Linked DNA regions of Mus musculus: all the other regions are linked to region 3. The links are chromatin contacts, called in public Micro-C maps. All regions are on one chromosome and are shown on one strand. The core of a region is the stretch at or near the end of the contact, and the rest is flanking DNA. Distances in the headings are between cores, read along the strand shown.

What was found. Hi-C and Micro-C count contacts between places; a contact is called where the count stands out from the background.
Region 1: a Micro-C map of embryonic stem cells shows a contact between it and region 3, with 5 times the contacts expected there. The contact joins the promoter of 9530052E02Rik here to the promoter of Sox1 in region 3. A contact is called at or near these places in 3 of 484 Hi-C or Micro-C datasets (all in embryonic stem cells) and 1 of 115 datasets of contacts at active chromatin or transcription factors (embryonic stem cells).
Region 2: a contact with region 3 is called in a Micro-C map of embryonic stem cells, with 5 times the contacts expected there. The contact joins the promoter of Dlgap2 here to the promoter of Sox1 in region 3. A contact is called at or near these places in 2 of 484 Hi-C or Micro-C datasets (both in embryonic stem cells) and 1 of 9 other capture datasets (embryonic stem cells).

The regions. Positions count from the first base shown.
Region 1 is chr8:11,006,273-11,009,281 of GRCm38.p6, forward strand. 9530052E02Rik (RIKEN cDNA 9530052E02 gene) reads left to right here and starts at 1,578. Exons shown (of 5, transcript NR_046017.1): 1 at 1,578-1,739. Irs2 (insulin receptor substrate 2) reads right to left here and starts at 2,657. Exons shown (of 2, transcript NM_001081212.2): 1 at 1-2,657. The coding sequence starts at 2,158.
Region 2 is chr8:14,094,494-14,097,559 of GRCm38.p6, forward strand. It overlaps Dlgap2 (DLG associated protein 2), which reads left to right and starts at 1,382. Exons shown (of 16, transcript NM_172910.3): 1 at 1,382-1,648.
Region 3 is chr8:12,394,012-12,397,093 of GRCm38.p6, forward strand. It overlaps Sox1 (SRY (sex determining region Y)-box 1), which reads left to right and starts at 1,508. Exons shown (of 1, transcript NM_009233.3): 1 at 1,508-3,082. The coding sequence starts at 2,350. The region is part of intron 1 of Sox1ot (Sox1 overlapping transcript); the gene reads left to right.

The DNA.
Region 1 (3,009 bases), core at 328-2,827, 1.4 Mb before region 3:
TGTAGCCACCTCCGTTTACTGGGAAGGTCCTGCCCACCCCTGAAGGGGGTGCTGGCACGGCTGCTCCGGAAGGGGGCAAGGCCGCTGCCAAGCGTGGCTGCAGGATCTGCTTGGGAGCAGACACGCTTGTGGGGCTCATGGGCATGTAGTCATCGCTCTTGCAGCTATTGGGACCACCACTCCTAAGGGCTGCCCCAGGGGTCATGGGCATGTAGCCATCATCTGCCCCCAGGTTACTGCTGGAACTCTTGTGAGAACCAATCTCAATGTCTCCATAGTCCTCTGGGTAAGGGTTGTAGGCCACTTTGGGAGAGGACGCAGGGAAGGATGGGCAGAGGCGACCTGAACTACCAGAGAAGGTGGCCCTCATGAGAGTGTATTCATCTAGAGAGGCAGAGGAAGGCTGAGGTACCTGCCGCTGCCTGGCAGGCGTGGTTAGGGAATAAGTCCTCTTCCTCAGTCCTCTATCCAGGTCCTGGGCCCCATCCCCTGAGACCCTACGGTAAGGGCGGCCACAGTGGCTCAGGGGTCTATCCATGCTCATGTACCCATAGAGTTCGCCCCCACTGCCATCTCTGGCTGGCGGGGTCTCCGCTATTGACTCGGGTGTGTTGCTCCTGTGGCTACTGAAGGCTCTCAGGTCGCCAGGGCTGGAGCCATACTCGTCAAGGGACATGAAACCCGGGTCGCTGGGGGAGCCCGAGGCGGAGGCACTACCGCTGGACGGACGCTGGCCTTGGGGGTGATGCAGTGGATGAGGCAGGTGCGGGTGGGAGCCAGGTGGCAGCGGGTAGGAGCCCGAGCCGTGCCCACTGCTGGAGGACAGGCTGCCTGGGCTGGTGGCTGCAGGAGGTGAGTGCGCCACGGGCATGGACATGGAGCGGCTGTGTTGCAGGGCTCCCCCTGCCGGCGCCAGAGTCACTTTGCTCGGGCGGCCTCCGCAGCCGGCGCTCAGGGTGTGCGAGCGGCTAAGGGGCGCGCGCACCGGCCCGGGACTCAGGGGGCTCCCTGCCACCGACATCGGCCTGCCTCCTGCCGTCCCGGCCCCGCCTGCCGCGCCGCCGTCGCCCTCGCTGGCCGTACGAACCCGGCACGAAGTGCACTTGGCTGCTGGGGGGGTGGCCGCCAGGCTGTCAGTGCGCGAGCGGCGCACCAGGCCGGTCTGGCTAGGGGGTAGGTTGACTAGGTGGTGGTGGCGGCGCGCGCCCGGCACGCTGATGGGATGCGTGGCTGACGACCCGGACGACTGACTCTTGCTGCGAGGCCGGAACTCGAAGAGCTCTTTGAGTGCCTTCATAGCTTCTAGGATGGTCTCATGGATGTTCTGCGCCACCACCGAGTCGTCGGCTTGCATCCACAGCTCCCCGGGACCGGTGACGGCCGAACGGCCCACCTCGATGAAGAAGAAGCTGTCCGAGTGGCCGCAGCGGCGAATGTTCATAAGCTGCAGCGTCACCGACGGCTGTTCGCAATTGAGCTTCACGAAGCCGATGGTGCGCGCAGACAGGCATAGGCGGTATACACCAGTCAGGTTCTTGCTCTGGCCCAGTCCCTTAGGTTTCAGGTTCACCTGCCACACCTCGCGGTAGACGGCCGTGGCGGGTGTCACGAGCCCGTAGTTGTCATCGCAGCCAGCGGCGCCCGCTGAGCCGCCCAGGACGCCCGGGAGAGAGGCGCTGCAAGAGCCTCCGGTGGTGCCCGAGCCCCCCTCGCCAGAGCGGCCTTCGCTGACCAAGTCGGTGAGTGCGCGGTACCAGCCCTCCTGCTCCTGCTCGTTCTCCGCCGCTACAGCGAAGTACTCGTCCTTGGTGTAGAGGGCGATCAGGTACTTGTGCTTGGCGTCCGCGCGCTTGTTGATGTTCAGACAGCAGTCGAGCGCGATCACTCGCTTCGGCGCGCCCGCCTTGCTCCTCCACTTCTTCTCGCTCTCGTAGTACTCCAGCCGCGGAGGCTGCGGCGGCGACCCCCCAGCCGCGGATGCCTCGTCGCCGCCCGTGCCGGGGCCGCGCAACACGAAAAAGCGCTTGTGGCCGTGCTTCTGCTTGCGCAGGTAGCCGCACTTGCGCACGCTGTGGTTGTTGTTGTTGTTGTTGTTATTGAGGTTCGGGCCGTCCCCGCCCGCCGACGCGGGGGGCCCAGGCAGGGGCGCGCTAGCCATCGCCGCCGCTTCAGGTCTCTCTGCCCGGCTGGGCGAACAGGGGATGGCGAGGGCCGAGGGGCGCGGGCGGGGGCGGCTCCCCGCCACCCGTCGCCCGGCCGCCCGGCCACGCGCGCGCGTCCCCCGGGCCCAGGCGGTGGGCTAGGAGGCGCGCGCGGCTCGGTGGCGCAGGGCCCTCCGCCGCTCCGAAGGATGCTCGGTGCGGGCGATGGCCACCCCCCCGCTTCGACTGTCCGCTGCCGCTGCTTCCCGGGCTCTCGGGCGGCGCCCGGGGACTGGCTGGCTGGGTCGAGAGTCGGGGTCCCCGAGTCGCGGGGCCGAGCTTAGAACGCGCGCGGCCCGTCTGCTGCCACCGTTCTGCACTGCGCGACGACGGTCTGCGTCCGGACACTCGGGGCCCACACTGCCACTGGGGCCGCTGCTGCCGTTGCTGCCGCTGCTGCTGCTGCCACCAACGACGACCCGGGCTTGTCGCGGTCCCCGCCGCACAGTGAGTAACACATCGCGCACCGAGTGACTGAACTAAGAGCAAAACAACACGTGACTCTGCGTTACGCAGGCACACTCGCGCGGACGCCCCGCCCCGCAGCCCTGCATTGGCGCCGCGTTCCCCGACGGACAGCGAGACGGACCAATGAGCGTGAGGCACGGGGGGGGGGGGGAGGCGGACCGACACCGGGCTGCGTTTCCCGCCGTCCCCTCCCTCCCCCTCTCCGAGGCCGGGCCGGGGCTCGGCGGGGGCCGGGCCGGGCTCATTAATCAGGGGCTCGTTGTGGATGCGGGCGGGGGCGATGCCACCCAAGGCGGGAAGCCCGCCGTGGAGAAGGCGGGTGCGGGGTTTGTGCTCCCGC
Region 2 (3,066 bases), core at 132-2,631, 1.7 Mb after region 3:
ATTCGAGGTCTGGAAACCCACCTTCCTTCCTTCCTTCCTTCCTTCCTTCCTTCCTTCCTTCCTTCCTTCCTTCCTCTCTCTCTCTCTCTCTCTCTCTCTCTCTCTCTCTCTCTCTCTCTCTTTCGATAGTGGAATCCAAATGGAGTGTGCTACAAACACTAGAAAAAAGTCACATCAGATACCTTTGATCCATTTGTGTATCTTTCACACACCTTAGTATTTTGCTCTGAAAGTGCACTGCAGTTGATTGATCATAGGAAAAAACATCTTATGGAGGCTGTTTTTATGGAAAAGATCTTGGGATTTAGGGAAATACAGGGCTGTTCACCTGTCTCTCCTCTATTCGACACCCATTCACCTTTCTGTAAATAGTCACCTTATTGATTAAGTTTTGGTCACATTTAAACTTCTTGACAACGGAGACGAAAGCCCCCTATTATATTTACACGGAGCCTAGAGACCGGCCCAAGGTTAAGCAGGTGTAGTGAGTATCCCCAGAGCCCGGTGCCAAACTATGTCTTTAGTTGTCAGCACCTTTTACTCTAGGCCACAGAAACTTTTCTTGACTGTTCAGTGGATCTAAAAAGGGTATCCCCACGAATCTAATTAGGTTTCATCAAAATATGGCTAATTTTGCTGAATTTGCCAGACTGTTTTTTGTTGTGTTTCTGATTTCGCTGAGGAAAAAAAAAAAGATAGTTTTTTTTCTTTGCTTCCGAGTGCAGCAGCAAACAAGGGCCGACACCATCTCAGCCCTCTATCTGGACCAGGTTTATGACTAAAGATTGCTGTTCAAGGTGCTGGGGATTCCTGTGAGCCCAGAAGCAGCAGTTTACCAGAGCTGGGAGGTAACAGGTGGAAACAGTGGTCTTATTTCACAGCACCCAGAGCAGCACTGTGCTCTCTTAGTGGCCAGTGCTGAGAGCTCCTATCTTCCATCGCTCCCTCTCTATGACCTGGGAGCCCAATAGGCTTTCACCGTGCAGAGTTCAGGGTGCCGATGCGTCTGCAGATCCCACATCTCGGTTCACATTGAGCTGGCCCTTCCCAGGCGCATTGGCTTGCTTGTGGGTTCCCACGCTGACCTACAAACACACGGAGCACACGCGGTGTGGGACCTCTCCGCTCCCCCTCCGGGAACCATCACTGTCCTGGAGTGACCCAACGCTCTGCGCGCAACAGTTGGGATCCGCTGTGCGCGGGCTCCCGGGCCGTGAGCGCCATGCGACCTCTGGGCCAGGCTTGCCATTGGCAGCGGCACCGCGGCCTGAGCGCTCCCCCTAGGCGCGTGGCGCTGGGCCCTTCCTCAGATGGAGCCACGCACCGGCCGCCCCCCAGTGCGCCGGTGCCTCCCCGGGCGCCGAGTGCGCAGGCGCCGGCCGTGAGGACCGACCGTGCGCCGGGCTCGAACGGGGTCGGAGCGCGCGGCGGCGGTGGTGGCGCTGGCGGTGGCGGTGGTGGAGGCGATAAGCGGTAGCGGCAGCGGGGGACAGACAGACTGCGGATCGACGCACGGACCCAAGGATTCTCGAGCTTGGGAGCTGGCGGCAGTGCTGTGCGCACCGCCTGGCCTGAGGGGTGGCCACCTTGCCATGTCGCTCTGCACCCACTGAACTAGGAAAGCCCAAGGATGTCTGCTCTGAGGAAGGTGCGAGACGCGCGGGGCCGCGGGGACCGGGATGCGGGGACCTGGGCGCTAAGTGGCGAGTGCCGTCGGGGCAGGGAGGGGGCGGTGCTGCGAGCCGGACCGGCGAGGGCCCTGCCTGAGTGGCTGCGTTGGGGATAAGAGGCTCCCGGGGACCCGATCCGGGAGCGTGAGAATAACCCCAGGGACGGCTGGTGCTCCGGGGTCCGCCGCTGGGGTCCTTCCGGGCTGCAGCGCCCCGCGGCAGGATTGCTGGCACACGGGCTCCCTGGGTGCAGGAGCGAGGCGGAGGTGTGAAATTCCCCGCTCCGCGAGGCCGGGTAAGGGGGTGCAGCCCGGGGCCCCGGCCAGAGAGGGACTCTGGTGGGGCAGTGGGGTGCGACCTGGGTTTCCCCTCCCCCAAGCCCGGGTGGACACCCGGACCTAGACTGGGAATGAATGAAAGGTGCTTGGAGCTGGTGGTACGGGCACTGGGGTCGCGGAGGCGGGGAGGGGCCACTTGTGCCCTTTGCAACAGCCTTCGCGCCCGGCAGGGCCTGGGCCTCGGGCTTGGGAGGGGGTGGCCGCTGCTGGGCTCTCCAAGTGCGAGCCGGGAGCACGGGGGCTTTTTTAGGGGTGGTTGCTAAGCGAAGCGCTACCCAGCGCAGGGTTTTGTAACTAAGCCTCCCCCGGCAGCTGCTGTTGCTGTTCTCGGGCTCTTTCCCTAACGATCGCAGAAGAAATAATGAGGATGTAATTATTACAGCCCTGCGCGGCGAAGGGCTGGGGGGCGGCAGGCACCGGCTCCTCTGCTTGACGCTGGCCAGGTGGGGCCGGGCGGGGCAGGGGATTTCTCTCCCATCCTCCTGGAGCGGCTGGGTGGCGGGAGATGCTCGCTGGGACCCGAGGCAGGGGCCGGGGCTGTATACCGAGTTAGAAGAGATGGGGAAGGGCAGCAGGCAGTGCCTAGGCGGGCGTAGAGTGTCGCAGGTGAAAGGGAACCGGGAGCGCCGCGGCTGCTTAGCCGTTTCTCACCCGAAACTCAAAACACTTCGGGAATGTGGTGCCAGCCGCCCGCATGTCGCTTCCTTCTTTTCAAATGGATGTGGATTCCGGCCCGGGTCGAAATCCAAATGCGTGACTGACTGATCAGCCTTAGCCGGCTTGTATCGATGAAGAGTATAAAGTAACGGGCAGCGAATTCGCCCTCGCTCTTGATGAACTCTGCCAGTCCGAGCTGTGGGCGTTTCAGGGCTGGAGATTAAAGCGTACCAGTTTTTCCTGGCGTCTAATACTTGGAGGCGGGAGGGAGCTGTCTGGACTCGGAGCCTTGGGATTGCTGTTAGTGGCCAGGTGGGTACATCAGCCTACAACCTTGAGATCTGACCGTTACCTTGGATCCCAGTCACCTGTGTTTTGCAGAAGGCTTTTATTGTACAGTC
Region 3 (3,082 bases), core at 258-2,757:
ATCATAGCAAGGGAGCAACGGCGTCAGGAAATTCACAGCCTCAGATGTTTTTGTTAGTGGGGGGGGGGGCTGTCATATGTTCACCGTCCAACATATTGGAACACCTGTATTCTTGCTATTATCCGGGTTATCTGTCATCAGAAGAGCCTCTGGATTACACGCGAGGCGGTCTGCAGGCATCTGACCAGGCTTGCTTTACCCACCAGCAACCTCCCGAAGCACCTAGATCTTAGAAGTAGAAACTCTATCCTCTCCCCTCTGTACCCCGCCCCAGGATATCTGAAGAACTTGTAGACTCTAAAGGTCTTTCTGGAAGAAGCCTTTACAATAACTCCCCCCCCCTTTTTTTTTTTGGACATGATGGTCTGATCCCAAGTAGCCTGGGGTGGGGTTGGAAATCTCTTATACATCCCGGAATCATATTTGTTCTGAGATTCATGGATTACGGCCATTTGTGTATGTCTTGATCATCCCCAGAACTGCCCTTTCTTTTTCACAACATACGAAGAAACAAAAACAACAACATACAAAAAGGCGGCCCTGTCACTGGACCTTCCAATTCCGTTTCAGCGCCCGCACCCCACCCCCACCCTCGCAAACCCGAGTTCACACGATTTTCAAAATCCTTTGGCAAACAGCTTCTGGGAGAATCGCTTCAGAAAAGCATAGGCTAGGTAGGTATTCTTTTGCTGTTTCCACAAACTTCTTTTTACTGTCGGAGTAACAAGATTCCAGCTAGATCTTGGTTTTGACCTTCGCAGAAATTCAAGAGGATATAGAGTAAATTGGCACCTGACTATAACACTCCGCTCCATTAAAAGACACCCCCTCCCCCAAGAAAGTTCGGGGTAGATTAGGGAGCTAGGAGCGTAGCACCACACAAAAACCGCTGCACCTCTTGCCACGGAGACCCGAATTATAGATCCCGAATCTGTAAAGGCCTTTGCAGGCTCTGAGAATGCACCGAGCGCCAGGGGTGGGAGAGACTGAGCCGCCCCGCTTGGCCTGAAACCCAGCAGAGGTACTTTGGGCCTAAGCCCCCCCCCCCCGGGAGGATCTCCCCCGCACCGCTGTTATTCTGCACTCCCGGCTGAGCTGAGTGCAAAGTGAGGCCTCTATCTCCAACTTTCCCCTTCCCAGCGGGCACAGAGTTGGCTGGCTGGGGACAGGGGAGGAGCTGGGTCTCCAATGAGCGCATTTAAACACGACCCAGGGCTGTATTCCCCCCGCCTCCCCCGACAGCGATTCTTTCTTCCTCTGGGTTTTCAACCCAATCGTTAATCATTCGGAGCGCGCGGGCGGGGAGAGGCAAAGGGGGCGAGCTCTGGGTTCGCCGCCGCCGCCGCCGCCGTCGCCGCCGCGCGCGCGCGCTCAGGAAGCAGTGTGGCTGTGACCCCGCCCCCCCGCGCCCCCTTTTCCCCCTCCTTCCTGCCCTTGTTCCCCCCCTCTCTCCTCCTCCACCTCCTTGCTCCGCCGCCCGCGCCCAGTGTATCTACTCCCTCCCCACGTCACTCGCCAGCGCGCCATGCAAATCACCGCCGCCGCCGGTTCCCATTGGCCGCGGCGCGCTCATTTAATGGCAGCCCGGGCCCGGCGTATGGCTGCTGGGCCCCCCGCGCCACCGGCCCCGCGTGCGCCTCCGCTCCGAGCGCACGGCCTCGGGCAGGCAGCGGACAGCTTGTCCTGGGCACAGCGGCACAGCTCTCTGGCTCTCTGCTCGCGTTGGCACTCCCACTGCTGTCCCTAACCCCCTCCCTGGCTGCACCGCGATCGCCCCCTCCGAACCCCCCTCCGAGTCCCCCTCAGCGCCTGGCTCCCCCCAGGCACCTGGGACCAGCACATGCCCAGCGCACGCGGCGCACCGCCTTGCTAGAAGTTGCGGTCCCAGAGTTGGAAGCCGCCAAGGAAGCCAGCACAGGAACGGAGACTTCGAGCCGACAAGAGGAGGCAGCGAACCCTGCGTCGGGCCCAGGGGCACCGCTTCAGACCCAGAAAGTGGAGCCTCAACTTGGCCACGACTGCACCTGTTTGCACAGTTCAGCCCTGAGTGACCGGACGGCAGCAATCAACCTGGCCATCGGCCTCTTTGGCAAGTGGTTTGTGCACCGGGAGAAACTTTCCACCTGCGAGCTGGACCCGCGCTAAGTGCGTGTGCTTTTGCCTCTTTTTTGTTGTTGTTGTTGTTGTGGCCTCCACCCAACCCCCTTCTCTCCGCTAGGCACCCACCGCACACACACCCCCCCCCCCAGTCTCTCTGGGCTGATCCTCTCTCCACCCACCCACCCCCACCCGGCCGTCTATGCTCCAGGCCCTCTCTTTGCGGTACCGGTGAACCCGCTAGCCGCCCAGATGTACAGCATGATGATGGAGACCGACCTGCACTCGCCCGGCGGCGCCCAGGCGCCCACGAACCTCTCGGGCCCGGCCGGGGCGGGCGGGGGCGGCGGTGGGGGCGGGGGCGGCGGCGGCGGCGGGGGCACCAAGGCCAACCAGGATCGGGTCAAGCGGCCCATGAACGCCTTCATGGTGTGGTCCCGCGGACAGCGGCGCAAGATGGCCCAGGAAAACCCCAAGATGCACAACTCGGAGATCAGCAAGCGCCTCGGGGCCGAGTGGAAGGTCATGTCCGAGGCCGAGAAGCGGCCGTTCATCGACGAGGCCAAGAGACTGCGCGCGCTGCACATGAAGGAACACCCGGATTACAAGTACCGGCCGCGCCGCAAGACCAAGACGCTGCTCAAGAAGGACAAGTACTCGCTGGCCGGCGGGCTGCTAGCGGCCGGCGCGGGTGGCGGCGGCGCGGCCGTGGCCATGGGTGTGGGCGTGGGCGTCGGGGCGGCGGCGGTGGGCCAGCGCTTGGAGAGCCCAGGCGGCGCGGCGGGAGGAGGCTACGCGCATGTCAACGGCTGGGCTAACGGCGCCTACCCCGGCTCGGTGGCCGCGGCGGCTGCGGCCGCGGCCATGATGCAGGAGGCACAGCTGGCCTACGGGCAGCACCCAGGCGCGGGCGGCGCGCACCCGCACGCACACCCGGCGCACCCGCACCCGCACCATCCGCACGCGCATCCTCACAACCCGCAGC